Regions from separate parts of the Gossypium hirsutum genome. Here region 2 is linked to region 1. A link is a contact called in public Hi-C data. All regions are on one chromosome and are shown on one strand. The core of a region is the stretch at or near the end of the contact, and the rest is flanking DNA. Distances in the headings are between cores, read along the strand shown.

Region 1 (4,799 bases), core at 2,082-4,581:
AAATTTGCTTGCCCTGAAATAGTAACGAAGACATTAGAAAGAAAGGAGGAAAATGGACGTAAAACTCATTAACTGAAAACTACCTTTTTTAGCAATATATCGGTTTTAAAATTACGACAGGTTCATATAAACAGAAACTTCTTCGACCACATGAAATATATGAAAATGGTGCGAAATGACTTGAAATGCCAATTTTCTTTGATGAGCTTACCGCCATAAAATTACCATATAATACTCCACTATTATTGCATTGAAAAGATGTAGAAAGTCTCATAGATTAGAAGAATCCCAGCTTGCATATACAGCCCCAATGATTTTATCATGCAGTATGGGGCCAGAGCAAGCAACAATCCCCCGGTCAAGACCTTCTAAGTACAGTCCCTACTGAAGTCCAAGGGGCGACCTCCTGCATCCGTTACAACCCCACCAGCCTCTTCTACAATGACAACACCAGCAGCGTGATCCCATATCTTCTCTTTGTACCCAGATCTTGCAAACTTAATATAAACTTCAGCATCACCCCGAGCTATTGCTGCATATTTTACCATGCTATGGACTCGCATAGGTCGGTTTCTGCCATTAGAGTGCATGAAAAAGATAATATTAGGATCAAATCAGAAGATGACCTTACAAAAGCTATATAATTTCAGATACATTTGATTTCTTTAACTAAATAACAAGCAGGGAACTTATAAATGAAATTGTTCATTTCATTTTCATTTTCCCAGAAGCACTCAACTTTTTAATGTAATTCTTGTTCCGTGCTTCATCCAAATTAAGAATTCGTTTCATTCATCATATGCAGGAAACAGATAGAAGATTCAGAAGTGAAAATAAACATAACGCACTTGAGACCTATGCTGTTAGCAAGCCCCTCGGTAAACAAGTGGTTTGAATTTGCCTTTTCCACAGGTTCACAAAAAGTTGCCAGCGATGGATCATCAACAGGAGAAGCCTGTAGCAATGTAGCAGAATTTGGCCATTCAAATTTTGTATCCCCATGGATCAAAGGTTGCATCCATGCCTGACCAGTTCCTCTACTTGCATACATCACACATCCTTTTTGCCAAATATCTGAAGATGGTGGACTCGTCGGCTTAATTTGGTTGCATTGATGATTATAATTCAACAATTCCTTTCTCATAGGGTAATTAGGACACCCAAGAACTCCAAGAACTAGCTTCCCATCCTCAATCAAGCCTAGTGCTACAGCATACTGGTCACCACGTACAAATCCCAATGTCCCATCAACAGGGTCAAGCACCCAATGTCTTCCAGTTGGGCCCCCAGTTGAGTTACACCGACTGATAGCCTCAAGGATTTGTGAAGTCCCGAGAACTTTCTTTGGACACTGAAGACCATACTTTGGTGCTTCAGCTAAGCATTCATTCACAGTATTGACAACAGCTGAAAGTAAACTAGCCGCTTCAGGCTTGGAGAGTGTTTGGACATCTTCTTCAGCAACAATGGACACACTCCAACCCTCCAAGAATTCGGAAAGCAGCCAACTAACAGTTGCTTGGACGCTCCAGTCTGTTAAGATAGAAACAACCGAAAGAAAACAAGTAAACACGAGTAGATAAAAGCACTTAATTAAGCAAAAGAAAAGAAAAATTATGCTCTTTCAAACCGTGAAAAAAGCTAGTAGCATCATCTCAGACTATAAATGCTTCATTATTTGAACAAACAGATTAGAAATCAAAGTATAACAGATATACACACCATAAATATGATGATTAGTTAAGAAAATACAAACAAAGACAAAAATATTTCCTGTAAACCGCACTTCATTTTTTATACTTTAACTAGGAAGTAAAATCAAATTCAAGACCCTCTCTGCACAATTTTTTTTTCCTCCTTACAAGTGAAGGGAGAAAGCTTGATTCATGAAAGAGAAAGAGAAATAGAAAGTTGAGGCAGAAAGCCAAATAATTTGCTAGGTACCTCCTTTTTTATCTTTAAAAACTTGATCAGTCAAATCGAACAATACTAGAGCGTGTGTTAGGCAATCAATTATAATTATGAGCAAGCACCTACACCTGCATTTCTGTCTACTAGCATACAACAAGCATGATTCGCATTCATCATCAATTATCAATTGAACTCTCATGAATTTATTAATCAGTGTCTTAATCCCTTTCAATAGCAAACTTTCACCCCAGCTTCCCCAACATACCTGTATACTTGCATATAAATAACAAAAAGTATCAACCTAGGATTAAAGTAAAACAGAACAAACAAGTGCTATTTTCAAATTAAATGATCCCCAACTGAGTTTACATTTCAAAGGACCAGCTACGTACAATTGCAATTAACAAAGAGGCTTATAGAGTTTCTTTCCATCATTCACGAATGCTGGCGAACCCAGACAAATTGCAATCAAATTATAACGAATTGAACTAGTTTCCCAACCAAAATGATCAGAACAATGAAACCCAGAAAACAAAACTGAACAGCCAATTACAAACTTGACCATACTTTCCTAAGTTTGTACAGTAAAATCCCTAAAGATTCCAATTCAACAGTAAGGAACAACGTTCTTAACATTTTCCTTATAGAAAAACAATGTATAGCACTAAAACGTTTCCTAACTTGTTCTTAACAATTTCCTCAGACAAAAATTTAAAAAAGGAAGCACCAAAATGCTAACATTCAAACAACCAAATGAATATTTTCAATCATCCAAACAATGATCATATTCCAAATTTTTTTCTTCCAAATTTTTTTCTTTCTTTCTTTTACTATCTAACAAACAACCAATGGCTTAAATATACGCCAATCAAACACCACATTACAAATTCATAATACCCCACCCCCCAAATTGAAAAAAGAAAAAACAAGTCAACCCATTGCAAAGAGCCTCATTCAAAGCAAACCCATCGAAGAAAAAACTAAAAATAAAAGACATCAAATTCCAAAAAAAAGGGAAAAAAAAACTTTCATTTTGTACTAACAAAAAAAAGAGAGAGAGAGAGAATACCTGCAATAGTAACAGGAGAATCATCATCCTTGGCCAAAACATGTCCAGAAGCAGCAGAAACCAAGCTTTGTTGCACTTTTTGACATAAAGAACAAGCCATATGCACAATTCTAACAGCCAAATCCAACTCTTTACCGTACTTGTCATTCTTCTCCGCCATGTTGGAGACAAGCTTTCTCAACAGCCAAAACAAAAAGAAAAAGAAAGTTCCAAAACCTCGGGATTTCTGCAGAGAGACTCAGGTATGTATCTTTTTTTTTTTTTTGACCCGTGTTTCAATGCAAAGGCATCAATGGCTTCTTCGGCTTCGGTAGATTTGGCTTTTTAAAGTTTAAACCATTTTTTTTTTCTTAATGTGGGCTTATTTTGGTTCTAATTCTTTTTATTTTTGGTTTTTAATGATTTTCGGGAAATTTTCCCTTTTAAGCAACCCTGATTTGCCACGTCAGATTTGTGTAAATAAGGACCGTCCGATATTATGGGATAGGATGGTGGAGATAATAATTTTAAGGTTTAATTCACGAAGTGTATCTAATATTTTCATTTTAGTCCTAAAATATTTTTGTCTTTGGTATCTACAGTATCAATCATTTTCTAATTTGGTACCTAAAGTATGCTTCTATTATATTTTTTAGTCTATTTCTTTTCAATATTTAATAATTTTAATAACTTGTATATTTTATGATTTTCTAAAAAAATTATAATATTTTAATGATTACTAATAATCATTAAAAATTTTAATAAAAATACTACTCATTTTTTTGTTTTCCAACAAATGTTGTCCTACATCATATCCTAAACTACCCTTATCAATGTGTATTGATCACCTCTCTTCAACCAAAATCATTATTATTTACTCACCTTAAACCACCAAACACTAAATTCATTATTTCTCAACTCCTTTACTCTCACTTCATCCAAATTTGATTACCAGCACATTTCAAACTCCACTATTAAAATCTAATCCAAACCTTAAAAAAAACTATAATTTTCTTATATATATTTTAATTATTTACAACATTTTATACTTTCAATAAGTCTTTATATTTTTTATTAATTCATATATTATCATTTTAATTATTTTTATATTATCTAATTTTTTATAATATTTATTTAATATCTTCATTATTTCGTAAGATATTAATAATGTTTTTATAATATTTAATATTTTTTTTCGAAATTTTATGATATTTAATAATTTTGATAGATTTTATATAATTTTCAAAATTTTTATAACATTTTAACAACCTTTAGCTAAATTTTTATAATGAATTTAATATTTCCATTTTAGTTATTTTATATGATTTTCTATAATTTCTAAAAATATTTAAAAATTATAATTTATTTGGAATTTTTATATAATCCTTAAAAATAAATTAAGCCTTCCTAAAAAATTAAAATCCGATAAACCCTTCATGTCAACGTTATTTCATGTCAACCACCATGTCACCCACTACAGTAACACTTAATGTAACACTTAACGGTCTGTTAGGGGCTTTAATGAAAATGCAATTCAAAAAACTCAATTGATTGTTATTTTTGAATTAAGAGTCTAATTGATTACCCTTTTCAACCAGGGCCAATTGATTTCCAAAAAGTTTTTTTTAGTATTTTAGCCTTTAGTATTATATATATATAATATTGATTAAAAAGGTAGAAAAATCATATATAATATATAAAAAAAGTTTAAAAATATTTTTTTAATTCTAAAATATATAGTTAAAATTCCTAAAAGGTTAAAATAATATATAAAAATGGAAAAATATCATAAAATTTTAAAAAGCTACTTAAATTTCAAGTAATTGCAAAAAGAAACTTG
Region 2 (4,713 bases), core at 1,994-4,493, 170 kb after region 1:
TTTATTAGTCACTATCAAGGGCAAAATAAGAAAATTTTTAGGTAGTGAAATTAAATTGTAATTTTCACGAGAGTAAAAATGTAATTTTTAAATGATTAAATTAAAATTTTATCATTTTTAGGGGCCAAAGTGTAATTTTATCTAGACTAATTTAAAATTTTAAAAAAATTTAAAATGGCTAAATAGAAGATTTTCCATTTTAGGAGGGACTGAACCCTTACCGGCACCCTAAATCCGCCCCTGGTTACTATCATATTTTAATGTAAAATGAAATGAAATTATAAATTAAGTACTTTAAAAAAATTTAATAACCCGAATTGAAAAAAAATATAAGATGAATTTAACCAGTGGCAAAACTAGGGGCTGACAAAGGCCCAACCCCCTAAAATGAAAATTTTTTCATATGATCCCTTTAAAATTTTTGAAATTTTAAATTAATAAAGATAAAATTACACTTTTACCTCCTAAAAATATAAAAAATTAATTTAATTCTTTAAAAATTATGAAGATATAAACCATTAAAATAGTGAAATTATATTTTTTTCTATCATAAAAATTATAATTTAATTTCGCCCCTAAAAAATTTTTCTAATTTTTCCATGATTATTTAACATCTAAAGTTAAAATCTTTTTTAAGCAACCAAATTATATCTACTAATGAATAATGATTACAAATGTTGAGTACAGTAATAAAATATATTGCAACCGTAAAGAGAAAAATAGTGTTAAAATTTTAGAGACAGTCTAACATGTAATTAAATAAATAAGTATGAATAGTTTTGGTAAACGTTGTAGGCATGAAAACAAATAAAAGCATACTAACAATAACAAGCACATGGAAACTGTTAATGTCGGCGAGACGGTCACGCCCCACTCGTCCACTTGGTGCATGGTCGTGTAATAAAAAGTAACTGATAACTTGAATGTTTGTAACCTTACCAAATTTACCCCTGGAATATGGATCTAAAATCTTAATGAAGCATGGCATCTCATAATGTGTATAAAATGTTTGGTGTTCCATACACATATAATAATAAACAGATCTATACTCGTCGGAACTACCAAATTAAAAATTACTTATATATATATATTTACTTTATACATGAATATGGTCGGTGAAGGGTTGCACCACCCTGGCTGGACAGTGGACACACATGGTTGTCCCATTCCCCAATTGACCCACCTTTCATGGCTGCCGGAAATTCAGGATCCCCATTTTGTTTTCCAATTAATTAAACTAATCATTAATTACTTGTTTAAACGCATAAAACTCATTTTATCTTGGTTTGAAGATTCTCTTTTTGGTAGATTACTATCCTAAGTAAAGTCTTACTTAGAATATAGGTATCACATTGTTTTTTGGAATAATGTTAAATTTAGTCCTTAAAGTTTATATTTTTGTCAATTTAGTTTTTTTGAATTAAATTTGATCGTTAATTTTTTTAAAAAAAATTTTGACCATCAACTTTTTAAAAATAATTAAATTGTTACTTTTAACTGAAATATTAACTAAAACATTAAAATTTTAAACACGGTAGCTTGTATTTCATGCTAATTTTTTTGAATTTTTATAAATTTTTAAAAAATTAAATATTTTTATTTTTATATTTTTAGTTAGCATTTATATTCTTATCACTAATATTGTTAAAAATTAATGTTTTAATCATTATTTCTATTTTTTTTAAAATAATAATTTGATTTTTTTTTTAAAGTTGAAGATCAAATTTAACTCAAAAAAAATAAAGAACAAATCGATAAAAATATAAATGTTTGAAAGCTAAATTTGATATTATGATTGTTTATAAGATAAGGATGGATGGAAAAGGAAGAACCTTTTTGGTGGGCAAAGTAAGGCATACAATTGGGAAGAGTGAGCTGCAAAATTTGTTTGGTTTTTGTTGGAATTGTTTAGTACCTAAATTGGTTTTTGAGACAATGTTGTCCTTAACTACCCAATTTGATAATTGCAGTTTGGTCTTTGCTCTTACAAGCTTGTCTCCTTGTTTAATTATGATTAATGCATGGCTAATATTTTATTCCTTCCATATTCACTTAAGTTGTTTATTAAATACTAAAATCTTTTCTCCAGCTATTATTTAAGTTAACAATGTAAACCTAGAATTTATTTATTTCAATTTATTTTTACATTAAAAGAAAGGTCTTGTTGAGAATTGAATTTTAAGTTATTAATTAAATAGTTTTGATTATTTGTTTTTTTAAGTTGTTGATTTATTATACTAACGTTGATTTAAATAAAAATAATATATATATTAGATTTGTTATATTATTTAAATTTTAGAAAATTTTGAGTTAAAATTATTTAAGTTTGAGAGTCGAATTTTTTTAATCCAGTCATTATAGGTTTGGATTAGTTATATCTTTACCTCTCGAACACACCCTTTAAACACCTACTCCTCAGAAAGATCCCTAAATACAAATTTTTGAAAATACTCTTCAATTACACAACCACGTGGATCTTGTACATTAATCATCATATTTAATGTTAACCATCATGTCCTGTCTGAAATGATTAACAAGGTGTCCAATTATCACCCTATTTAGATCTATGGTGATAAGCTAATGATTAACAAGGTGTCCAATTATCACCCTATTTAGATCTATGGTGATAAGCTACTTGGCCAATTTGTTTTAAGACCATCAACAGAGGAATCACACGTGGCACCTTGAGATCATGGTTGACTCTTAGCCCCATCTGTAAAAAGAGATCTCTCTCTCCACTACTTACTCACTTAAACCTATAACCACCGTCATCTAACTATCACACGCAACGGATCTTTATCTTACCCTAAACAAGATAAACCAAGCTACATCACCATTATTTTTATTTTGTCGGATTAAGGTATCAATATAATTAATTTTAGTTCTAATTATTATAAATTTATTACATTTTAAATTCAAATTATTTCGGTTATTACCCATTTTGAATTAAGTTGATTTTTAGTTTAAGGTTGAAATAAAATCGAGTTTTATAATAATTAAATTAGGTTGTGTGGAGTTTTCGAAACCGTAAGGTCTATCTCCAAGTCAAACAAATACGTCGACTGTACGCCAAATGTGCACAGTACCACGTGGAAAATGAAAGCCCATGTCACCGCCTGCCAACGTGTCGCCTCTCTAAACCGTATCTCCTGGTCCCACGTCAACCTCCAATTCGACGGCCAAGATTTCATCACAAAAACCTTCTTCCGCTTCTCCTATATAAATAGCTTTCACCATCTTCAAATTTCAATCTCCACCCCTTTCCACCTACAAGTTTTGATTTTCTCACCTTATTTTCTCGAGAAATTTTTTTAGCTCTTTTGTTCTGTTATAACTAATGGCTACTCTAATGCTCTCTCTCAAAACAGCGCTAATATCAACTGGAGTCATATCCGTAGCGATTCTGCTTAAAGTTTCAGCTCCATCGGTGACTGAGTTTGTAACGTCTGGTATTCCTTCAATTTACGGTTTAATACTCTCTTTTCTTCGGCCTCCGTACCTTTACCTTCTTATCAACGGCATCATCATCTCTATCGTCGCCTCTTCCAAGCTACAGGCTCAGAAACCAGAGTCTACTCAACAAATTAATCCTTCGCCGGAGATAGTTTCGCAGGCGCTCAAGGTTCCAAGTGAAGTATTTAGAAATGAGTACAGTTACGGAACTCCTGCAGCAACAGTCTTGGTGGCGGAGGAGATTAAGGGAACGGTGGAAGAGGAGCAAGTTAAAGTGGTGACGGAGGCGGCACCGGCACCATTGAGGACTGAATCTATGGAGCTTATTAATTTGATGGCGGATAAGCCGCCGGTGGCGAGGAGATTCGGTCAGCGGAAAGCTGTGAAAGCGGCCATGGAAGGTAAAACTACTAAAACCACTAAACCTATCGCATGAGATTTCAAAATGAAACGATTATGAATATACGTGAAAAGCCGAAATTACCCTAATATTTACATCAAATTTCATTTTAAATCAAAGTAGAAATGCGAAAATTATTAGAAGTGTACAAATTTCATTAGATTTGTAACGGTAAGGATAGAACAGTAAATTTGATGGTGGTTGGTGCGAAAATTTTGCAGGGAAAGCCTTGAGAGTGTCGAAGCCAAAACGGCACGATACATTGGAGGCAACGTGGAAAACGATCACGGAGGGTCGTCCGATGCCGTTAACACGTCACCTGAAGAAATCCGACACTTGGGAACAACGCACTCAAAAGGACCATAATACCCCTCCCCCTCCTCTCCCCAACACCATGAAGAAATCTGATACATTCAACGAACACTCCAGGGAACCGCCACTGGCTCGATCCTCCGGCTCAGGAAAACTCAAGAAAGACCCTTCGTTGAGTCAGGACGAGTTGAACCGCCGAGTGGAAGCGTTCATTAAGAAGTTCAATGAGGAAATGAGGTTGCAAAGGCAGGAGTCTTTGAATCAGTATCAGGAAATGATTAGAAGAGGGGCACAGTAGAGAATTTACTGACCTCTTGGGGTTAAAAAGTAAAAGGACTCTCTTATTTTTTACTTTTTACCTTTTTTTTAAGTGGGGGTAAATAATTCCTGCTCTGTAAAGGTCCTTTTGACTTTCCTATCCTTCTAGTTTTGTTTTCCTGTAACGTTGATCATTGGAATTCCATGATTTTGTGTAATAGCTAAAATACAGCATATGCCATATTACGGTCTGCATGTCCTTCAAATATATATCAAAGAGAAATAACATT

What was found. A called contact is a pair of places that touch in the nucleus more often than the background predicts.
Region 2: a Hi-C map of leaf shows a contact between it and region 1, with 2.3 times the contacts expected there. The contact joins the promoter of LOC107917726 here to the promoter of LOC107918059 in region 1. A contact is called at or near these places in 3 of 34 Hi-C or Micro-C datasets (leaf and seedling).

Annotation. Positions count from the first base shown.
Region 1 is chrA01:8,577,140-8,581,938 of Gossypium_hirsutum_v2.1, forward strand. LOC107918059 (PAP-specific phosphatase HAL2-like) reads right to left here and starts at 3,332. Exons shown (of 4, transcript XM_041075691.1): 1 at 2,981-3,332; 2 at 849-1,533; 3 at 212-573; 4 at 1-13. The coding sequence starts at 3,140. The coding sequence ends at 369.
Region 2 is chrA01:8,752,031-8,756,743 of Gossypium_hirsutum_v2.1, forward strand. It overlaps LOC107917726, which reads left to right and starts at 3,244. Exons shown (of 2, transcript XM_016847012.2): 1 at 3,244-3,854; 2 at 4,075-4,713. The coding sequence starts at 3,338. The coding sequence ends at 4,463.